Regions from separate parts of the Oryctolagus cuniculus genome. Here region 2 is linked to region 1. A link is a contact called in public Hi-C data. All regions are on one chromosome and are shown on one strand. The core of a region is the stretch at or near the end of the contact, and the rest is flanking DNA. Distances in the headings are between cores, read along the strand shown. Region 1 overlaps SYNE2 (spectrin repeat containing nuclear envelope protein 2). Region 2 holds the start of SYNE2 (spectrin repeat containing nuclear envelope protein 2).

Evidence for each region. A called contact is a pair of places that touch in the nucleus more often than the background predicts.
Region 2: a Hi-C map of an unstated tissue shows a contact between it and region 1, with 2.0 times the contacts expected there. The contact joins the promoter of SYNE2 here to the enhancer-like site in region 1. A contact is called at or near these places in 2 of 6 Hi-C or Micro-C datasets (embryonic fibroblasts and an unstated tissue).

Annotation. Positions count from the first base shown.
Region 1 is chr20:6,489,508-6,494,424 of mOryCun1.1, forward strand. All of the region lies in intron 19 of SYNE2 (spectrin repeat containing nuclear envelope protein 2), which reads right to left. Among named protein-coding and RNA genes, the nearest start is that of SYNE2, 130 kb to the right of the region's middle. Within about 2 kb of position 2,889, at least 1 of the 8 cell types and tissues checked has an H3K27ac peak or open chromatin away from gene starts, as enhancers often do.
Region 2 is chr20:6,622,608-6,627,524 of mOryCun1.1, forward strand. It overlaps SYNE2 (spectrin repeat containing nuclear envelope protein 2), which reads right to left and starts at 2,100. Exons shown (of 114, transcript XM_051826406.2): 1 at 1,923-2,100.

The sequences.
Region 1 (4,917 bases), core at 1,639-4,138:
CGGCTATTGCGGCCATCTGGGGAGTGAACCAGCAGATGGAAGACCTCTCTCTCTGACTCAACCTCTCCCTGTAACTCTGTCTTTCAAATAAATAAAATAAGTCTTTAAAAATAAATAAATAAATCTTTTTTAAAAAAATAATTAAGACAAACCTAAGCAAAAAGAACAAAGCTGGAAGCATCACATGCCTTACTTCAAAACATATTATAAAGTGATAATAAGCAAAACAGCATGGTATTAACATAAAAACCGATACACAGATCAAAGGAACAGAATAGCAAACACAGAAATAAACCAATGCATCTATAGCCAACTGGTTTTCAACAAAGGCAGCAAGGAAATACACTGGAGAAAGAACTGCTTCTTCAATGATTGATTCTGGGGAAACTAGATATCAATATGCAGAATAAAGAAACTAGACCCTGGGGCTGGTGCTGTGGTGCAGTGGGTTAAATTCCCGGCCTGCAGTGCTGGCATCCCATATGGGCGCCGGTTTAAGTCCTGGCTGCTCCACTTCCGATCCAGCTCTCTGCTGTGGCCTGGGAAAGCAGTGGAGGATGGCCCAAGTCCTTGGGCCCCTGCACCCGTGTGGGAGACCTGGAAGAAGCTCCTGGCTCCTGGCTTTGGATCAGCTCAGCTCTAGCCATTGCAATCATTTGGGGAGTGAGACAGCAGATGGAAGACCTCTCTCCCTCTCTGGCTCTACCCCTCTCGGTAACTTTGTCTTCCAAATAAATAAAATAAATCTTAAAAAAAGAAAGAAACTAGACCCCTTAATTTCACCACATTAAAAAAAAATCAACTCAAAATGAATCAGACTCAAATCTAAGACTCAAAACTATGAGACTAGTAGAAGAAAATGTAGGAAAACCACTTCAAGACATAAATCTGGGCAAAGATTTTTCTAGATATAACCCCCAAAACACAGGCACAAAATAAAAATGGAAAAATAGGACCACATCAAACTAAAGATTCTCTGCACAGCAAAGGAAACCAATTGCAGAGACCACCTACAGACCAGGAGAAAATATTTGCAGCCTACTCATCAATAAGAGATTCCTTTCTGGAAATTATGTGGAACCCAAACAGCAAAAAACGTACAAACTAATTTTTAAAAGGACAATTGGCTTGAACAGGTATTTATCCAACAAATGACATACAAATGGCCAGCAAGTTGTTGAAAACAATGTTCCACATCACTAATGAGGAGGGAAATGCAATGAAATCTCAGAATGGCTATTATCACACACACACATACACGCACACACACACACACACACACACACACAAGCAAATGCTGGCAAGCATGCACAGAAAGGGGAACTCTCTACACCACTGGTGGGAATGTGAATGAGCACAATGACATTATGGGAAACAGTAGTCAGGTTCCTCAAAACCCAGCATGAAACTAGTGCATGATCTAGCAATTCTACTGCCGAGTATATATTCATAGAAATTAACATCCGAATACCAGAGGGACATCAGCACTCACATATTATTGCTACACTATTCACAACAGCCAAGATCAGGAATCAGTTGAGGTGTCCATTGATGGATGAGAGGAGGGAAAACATGTCACACACACACACACACGTGTGCACGTGTGGATACAGTTCAGCCATAAAATGAATGGAATTCTGTCCCTCACGGCAATACAGAACTAGATAACATTATGTTCAGTAAAATAAATCTGGCACAGAATCAAATACCACAAATTCTCACAGCAGGAGGAAGCTAAAAAGTAGATCGCAAAGAATTAGAGAACAGAACAGTGTTCTGAGAGACTGGGAAGGGTGTGGGGGAGGAAGGAGTGGAGAAGGAATGGTTAACAGATTCAAGAGTGCAGTAGGATAGGAGGAACGACCTCCAATGGAAAGAAAACCACGGTCAACAACAAGTAATCCAGTATTTCAAAAACTGCTAGGAGAGAGGATTGTGGATGGTCCCCATACAAAGAAATGATGAGTGTCTGAGGTGATAGATTTGCCTAATAGCCTGATCCAATCTTACTACAGCTGTGTATGTACTGAAATGTCACACAGCACCCCAGAAAAATTAGGCGTGCAATTACCATCCATGAAATAAAAAAACATAATTAAGAAGTTCTAGCAAACCAAACTTAGAAAAATAAATAAGCAAAAGTGAGCAGTAGAGAGTTATAGGAAGGCTGGCGCTGTGGCGTAGCGGGTAAAGCAGCCACCTGCAATGCCAGCATCCCATATGGACGCTGGTTCGAGTCCCGGCTGCTCCACTTCCAATCCAGCTCTCTGCTATGGCCTGGGAAAGCAGTAGAAGATGGCCCAAGTTTTTGGGTCCCTGTACCCATGTGGGAGACCCAGAAGAAGCTCCTGGCTCCTGGCTTCGGATCAGCTCAGCTCCGTTACAGCCATCAGGGGAGTAAACCAGCCAATGGTAGAACTCTCTCTCTCTCTGCCTCTGCCTCTCTGTAACTTTGCCTTTCAAATAAATAAATAAATAAATCTTTCTTAAAAAAGAGAAAGTTACAGGAGGAACAGGATAGTTACACAGCTGCAAAGCATTGCCTACAGGTACATATTAATTACAAATGGAAAACAGTAACTTTATAATGCATACACCTGCCAGACAAACCCATTAATCAACCAACTGACCAGCATACTGCCACCAGCGTCAAGTGTCACACCTGTGGCTGAACAAGCTGGGTTGATCAAGGGCCACGTGAGAGAGAACACGCACCATGCAGGACTCGAGGGAGAATGCGGGCCTGAGCTCGGTGATCTGGGGAGAGGTTCAAGGACGTGCTTCTGTGCTGTATACCGTCAGGAAGTGAGATTAAGTCTACCTTCGAGGCTCTCACTCCATCTTGGGCAGAAGGCAGAAGGACTGGGCTGAGGCTAGAGCTGGGGAGGAAGCAGGGGCCGTCACAGCAGCCAGGAGGGAGGCGGGCTTGGCCATTTGTGCGATAAGGAACATGTTCCTGACCCGATAACAGAATGGGCCCATCCCAAGGCCACAGCGTGGCCTTGCCTGGTGCTGAAGTTCTGGGAAATAGCTCACATTCAACAGAAAGTGCCCAAGGCCCCGCTGTGAGTGCCAAGTACCTCTGGGCACCACCACGCCCTCACTGGTGGGATTCTCAGATCCCTGAAGTCAGGGACAAATGAGCATCACGTGTCCACGGATGTGATGTGTTGAGAAGGAAATGGCACTGTGGGGCCACTCCCGCCACAAGTGCAAATCTGAATCTAATCAAGAGGAAACACCAGACAGACGCAGATAGAGGGAGAGGCTACACAACAGCAGGGCCAAACCTCTCCAAAGGTCAACATAAAAAAAAAATAAAAGTACTGAGGAGTTGTCCAGACTGAAGCAGACCAGCCAGGTATAACAAATGAGCACAGTGCATGATTTGGATTTTCTTTTGCTATAAAGTGACATTACTGGGACAAGTAGCGAATTCTGAGTAAGTCTCAGATTAGATGATTTTAACATTGTTGCTCTTCTGATTTTGGTAATTAGATAGTAACAGAATGTCTACTTTTAGGAAAGGCATGGTGAAATATTTTTGGGGTAAAGGGCATCATATCTGCAACTGACTGCAACAATTTAGAAAAAAGTTTGCCTATGTGTAGGCTCACGTGTGTATGCACACTCACACAGAACAGGGGAAGACTTAGGAAACTGGGCCAAGAATGTATGGGAGTTCTTTCAGAAGTTTTACAAATGTCCTAGAAGTCGATAAGTATGTCAAAATTAAAAGTTGAAAAAGAGTTTGCTTAGATCAAAAAGAAAAAAGAGTCCAAAGAAAAGTCTGAAAATACAATAATGGCTAACTCACAGAAATACATGTCTAATAAATACAGAAAAGATAATTCAATTTCATATGTAATCAAAGAATCACATAAGAGCTTATATGTAATGTTGATTAAAAACTAAATGAGTTGTCAAATTAGTAAAAAGAAAAATTGAAACTCAAGGGTAGCATGAGTATGATAAAACAGAAATTATACTGTGCAATAAAACCTGTGTAAGTGTGTCCAGGTACCTCAACAGTTCATGGGTAGTAGAATTAAATATAAGCTTATTTTGGTGCAAAAATTTTAAAAAATCATGCATAATTCATAATATCTATTTTCCATGAACTTTTTGAAAGTACCCCTACAGATCTTTTTAATCATACAATAGTGAAATTCTGGTGATTTTCATTCTTTGACATTAGCACACTGTTTATAATTTCAGCTTTTTCTTTTGAAGTTACAAAAGGAACAAAAAGCTCAATTAAAAGACTTCAAACAAGAACAGAATAGTGCAGCTTGTAAAGAAAAAGTCCCTCCTTTTCCCTACAGCCCCACTGGTTGTCATTTAATAAATCATTCACAGATTGATATTAAAAAGGTTTATTTTGGGGACCAGTGCTATGGCATAGTGGGTTAAGCCTCCACCAGTGGTGCCGGCATCCCATATGGGCACCGGTTTGAGCCCCAGCTGCTCCACTTCTGATCCATCTCCCTGCTAATACATTTGGGAAAACAGCAGAAGATGGCCCAGGTGTTTGGGTCCCTGCACCCAGGAGGGAGACCCGGAAGAAGCTCCTGGCTCCTGGCTTCGGGTCAGCCCACCTCTGGCTGTTGCGACCACCTGGGAATGAACAAGCAGATGGAAGACTCCTCTCCCTCTCTCTGTCTAGAACTCAGCTTTTCAAATAAGTAACTAAATCTTTAAAAATAAATAAATAAAAGATAAAAAGGTTTATTGTATGTCTACCATGCGCCATGAACTGCTCTTTGAGCTGGGTATAACACAAATCAAGAGACAGACTCAGTTACATATCTGTAAATAATTTTACAGATATAAAAACACAAATCATAAAAACATAACTTTTTAAAAACACAAACAGGACCACATGGCCCTAACTGCTCCACAGTCTGCATTTCTCAC
Region 2 (4,917 bases), core at 850-3,349, 130 kb after region 1:
AGCTGCCTCGGGCACCCTATAACCCAGCACCCAGCACAGTACACGGTTAGGTATTCAATAAACAACGACAAATAAACTAAACAATCTATGTAAGGTGTTTACTGTTCTATAAACGGCACCCACTACGACCCAGACACCCAGAGTCAAACAGAGTGGCTGGCCTATGGTAGGAGCTTGCTGGAGGAAACGAAGGAATAATTTTTGTGAAATTATGGAAAACCTGAATTGACAACATATGCAGAGTAATGGCAAATGAACAAATCGCCTTTCACCCTTTGCCTTCACTTAGGAAAATGGGTCTGATTCGGTTTTTGGATTTTACATCAAACTCTCAGCCTAGGTTACTGAGGACAGTAGAATAATCCCCTTGTGGCTGGGTTCTTAGAACACACTGCAGTAGCCCACAAGCCAGCCCAGATGGCTGAAATGTCAGCAACACGTCTGATGGGTAAACAAACACCCACACCACCTTTTAAACACCGTGCATGCACAAGGCTACAAACAGGTTTGAGCTTGAATTTCCAACTCGAATAAAAGTCTCCTTAACCCCAACATGCGGACCAAGACTTACACATCTCCACTTGTCACTCATGGTTGAATCTAGAGGGTGAACCACAAAAAACCTCAATGAGGATTACACCTGTTCCCACGGTCCCCCCAAGTGGGAGGGGAGGGGGTGGCCCGGTTGGGTTGAGGCTAGTCCGTCATTATTCCAGAAATAGCCTCTGGGAATCCCAACAATTTTCCAAAAAAGAAAACGAGAGACATGATGCATTAAAACACATAGACACAGCAGGTACGGCATTCCCGTGAGAGCCGAACCCGCGCTCTCCCGGAAGACCGTGCTGTTCCCACGGCAGGTGCCTGGGGTGCACGGTCAAGTCCTTCCTCCTGCCCCCAGTAACCACGATGGAACCGCCCCAGCATAGCCACAGCCAGCACAGCTGCGAGCGAGGCCTTCGGGGCTGGGGGAACTTGGAGAACAGAGACAGAAGTTGCATCCGATCAAACTTATAAAAGAAAGAGCTCAGTGCAGCGGCGCGGCTGGGGCGTCCCGGCCTAGCCCCGACTTGCCAGCGCTCGCACGCAGCCGTGCCCGCTGGCATCCGCCTCGGACGCCTCTTCCAACAGGGAAATCACAACTTTGGGAAACAGGAGGCGCCCCCAGCACCTCTCAAACCTCCCCAACCGTGGCTTCCAGCCGCACTGGCTGCAAACAAAACAGCCAGGAAAACACCCCCAGGGAGGAGAAGGGGCCAACGTCAGACCCTCACGGCAACCGCACACAACAAAGACCCCAAACAATCAAGATGGCATTAGAATCCCGGCCGTCCCGGCGCTGCCCCTCCGGGGCCCGGGCCCCTGGGGGCCCCGCGCCCTCTGCAGCCCCCGTGCGCGCCGCCCACGATTCTGCAATCCGTGCGCCGCGGCTCCCCGCGTCCCTTCTCACGCGGGGAGCGTTCAAAATCTTTCCCGCCCAGGCGTGACCCGAAGGATGCAAACAATCAACCGCTTCCCCCACCCCACCCCGCGCCCCGAGCGCCCGGGCCTGGGCCGGCGCCGGGGTGGGGGCGGCCGGGGCACCCGGGGGCCGAGCGACGGGGTGCAGCCACCTTCCCGAGCCTGGGGGACCGGCGCGCAGGGACCCGGAGGTGACACAAAGAAGCCGGAGAGACAAACGCCACCCGCTGGCGCTCGCTGCAATCCCCGAAGCGCCCCGCCCGCTGACAAGTTTGCGGCGCCTTCCACGCACCCGGCTCTCCCCACCCGCGCAAAGTTTCCCGGGTGGCCTGGCTCGGACCCGGGCGGCAGGTCGGTCCCGGGCACCCGCCGCCCCCGCCCCCAGGCTCGGGGACCTCCTCTCTCCCTCTCGCTCCCTCCGGGGCGCACTGGGGGTGCTGGGGCCCCGCGGCCGCGCTCACCCGCCGTCCGCTCGGCCGAAGGGCGAGGGCGCGGGCCCGAGCTGTCCACGGTGGGCACCCCCGCTCGCCCCGCTCGCTCGATCGCGCCTCGGCGCCCGTGCCCCGGCTCGCTCTCGCAGTCCGGCCGCGGGCTCCGGGCGCGCTCCGCTCCTCGGCGCTCAGAGCTGCTGACCACGCCCCGCGCCTGCCCCGCCCGCCGCCCGCCGCCCAGTCCCGCGCTCGCCGCTCGGCGGCCAGTGTGGAGCGCGCCCGCCAGCGCCGGGGCGGAGCGGCCCGCCCCCCGCGGCAGGCCCCGCCGCCCGGGGCGGGCAACTTTCTTTCCGGGTTTGGGAACATCGCAGGTGGCGGCAGGGAGAGGCGGCCTAGCGGTCTCCCCGGGGCTGGGGGCGAAGGGCCCACACCCTCTCCCCTCCAAGGCCTTTCCGGCCGGTAGCGGCGAGGAACTTGGCCGTGCGTGGACTCCGGGGTCTGGAGCGGACCTGCGAATTTGCCGCCAGGTCTCCACCCCCCTCCCCGGGCCGCGGCAGCCCCGGGAGCCCCTTCTGCGGGGAGGTGCGTGGATTCAGAATCCGAGGCCGAGTTTCTCCGCGCGCGGTGCCGACCCGCGGCCACCTGCCGGGGCGGGGGGGGGGGGGCGGAGACGCGGGCTAACAATGAGGGTTGCGGGTCCCTCCCTCCCCGGGGCGAGGGGCGGAACCGGCCTGGATCCCGGGACGCCGATCTCCCAGGGCTGCGAACGAGCCGGATCCTGGATCCCGGGGGATCCGCCGGCAGGTGCAGTTAGATTTCCAGCAAGTTACTCGGCCCCTCTGGACTCGGGCTGAGGTCACTGACTGCCCCTCAGCCCTGGCGCCGCTGCTGCCGGTTCCTAAAGCGCTCGGGATTCCTGAAGCGAAGGTGCATACCTCACTGCTACTACACAAAGAAGCGGGGACTTGTCAAGTGTTGCCCTACGCAATCAAATTTAACTTCCTGTGAGTCCGAATCCGTGTATTTCGTGTAGCTTCAGGCTCTTGCCTTGGCTGAAAGTGACCCAAACTAAACGGTGAGCAGCGAGATGAGAGGCTGGATAGCGCATCCTCCATCAGCATCTGTTAGTGGAAAATTTGAGTTGTGATTTGAACCCACACTGTGGGACGGTTATTTCAAAAACGTGTGCTTCCGCGGCTGCCAGGCTGATTCCAGGGAGTCGTGTGAAATGCGTTCGTGGCGGCTGGTAGTCCAGCCCTTCGCAAAGCAGCAGGAGCAAGCTGCATGCCATTCCTCCTACGCCTAGACCATCGTTCTGATAATGTCACTTCCCTTCTCACACTGCCAAGGCTCGCATTATTGATGAATAAGGGCTTGAGTCACAACAAAGCTCCATAAAGCAACAAGAGCCTTCTGGGTCTGGGGCATCTTTTATTTTTTTAAGAAAGCTTTTATTTAATAAATATAAGCTTCATAGGTACAGCTTTTGGATTGGTGGTTCTTTCCCCCCATACCCGCCCTCCCACCCCAACTCCCATCCTACCTCCTACTCCCTCTCCCATCCCATTCTTCATTAAGATTCATTTTAAATTATCTTTATATACAGAAGATCTACTCTATTCTAAGTAAAGATTTCAACGGTTTGCACCCAAAGTATAAAGTACTGTTTGAAAACTAGTTTTGCCGTTAATTCTCATAATACAACTCATTAAGGACAGAGGTCCTACATGGGGAGCAAGTGCACAGTAACTCCTGTTGTTGATTTAACAATTGACACTCTTATTTATGACGTCAGTGATCACCCAAGGCTCTTGTCATGAGCTACCAAGGCTATGGAAGCCTTTGAGTCCACAAACCCCAACATTATTTAGACAAGGCCATAAGCAAAGTGGAAGTTCTCTCCTCCCTTCAGAGAAAGGTACCTCCTTCTTTGATGGTCCCTTCTTTACACTGGGATCTCACGCACAGAGATCTTTCATGTAAGTCATTTTTTGCCACAGTGTCTTGGCTTTCCACGCCTGAAATGCTCTCATGGGCTTTTTAGCCAGATCCGAATGCCTTAAGGGCTGATTCTGAGGCCAGAGTGCTGTTAAGGGCCTTTGTCATTCTATGAGTTGCTGTGTATCCCGCTTCCCATGTTGGCTCCTTCTCTCCTTTTTAATTATATTATTATTAGCAGACACTGGTCTTATTTATATGATCCCTTTGACACTTAACCCTATCTTTATAAGTTATGCACTTACACTGATCACTTTAACAGGTAAGGTGGCATTAGTACCTGTGGGGCATCTTTTGCACTTTGCCTGATGGGATCCACAATCAGAACGTCAAGTTCAGGAGCGGTTGGACCCCGTATTCATGGCACGATGCACAAAGTGTTGTCTGCTGTGTTTCTTCTCTGCTCTCGTATTCGTTTCCATTCCTTGCCTATTGGCTATCTTTACAGTAAATTCTCAAATAAATAAACACACCATGGTGGCACCAGTCTCTGGGAAAAGTGTCATCAGTAATTCCCTAATTGTTCCCTCCCTGGCACCGATGCTACCAGCCCTGCAGTGTTGTTTCATGCTGTGTGCAGTTCAGTTGGAAGAGCACGGATAGAATGGCTCAGAATGTTCTCGGGTGTCTCCAATTAGAGCCTCTAATTACCTGCGGTGTCTCCTCATCGGGCCAGTTTGGATAGTAAATGAAGGCTTCCTTTCAAGTCAGCCAATTAGACTGATGGCAGCAGCGCTGAAACAGATCCTGCACACTTTGAAGGGAAAAGAGAATGCAGAGCTGAACAGGAACACGTCTGAGTCGTTTGGAAGCACGGCACCGGGCTGCTGTGCCTACAGACACACCTGGGAGAGAGGAAGAGCCGCGGGGGGCTGGCCACACCTACGTTCTCCGGGAGCGAATCGCGCAGACTCCATGCAATACCGGCGTGAGGTCCCCGTGTGCCCCTGAGCTATCACTCACACATCAGGCCTCTGCACTTTCGGCAGATGATCCATTGTGCACAACAGCACACCTGAACCGCTTT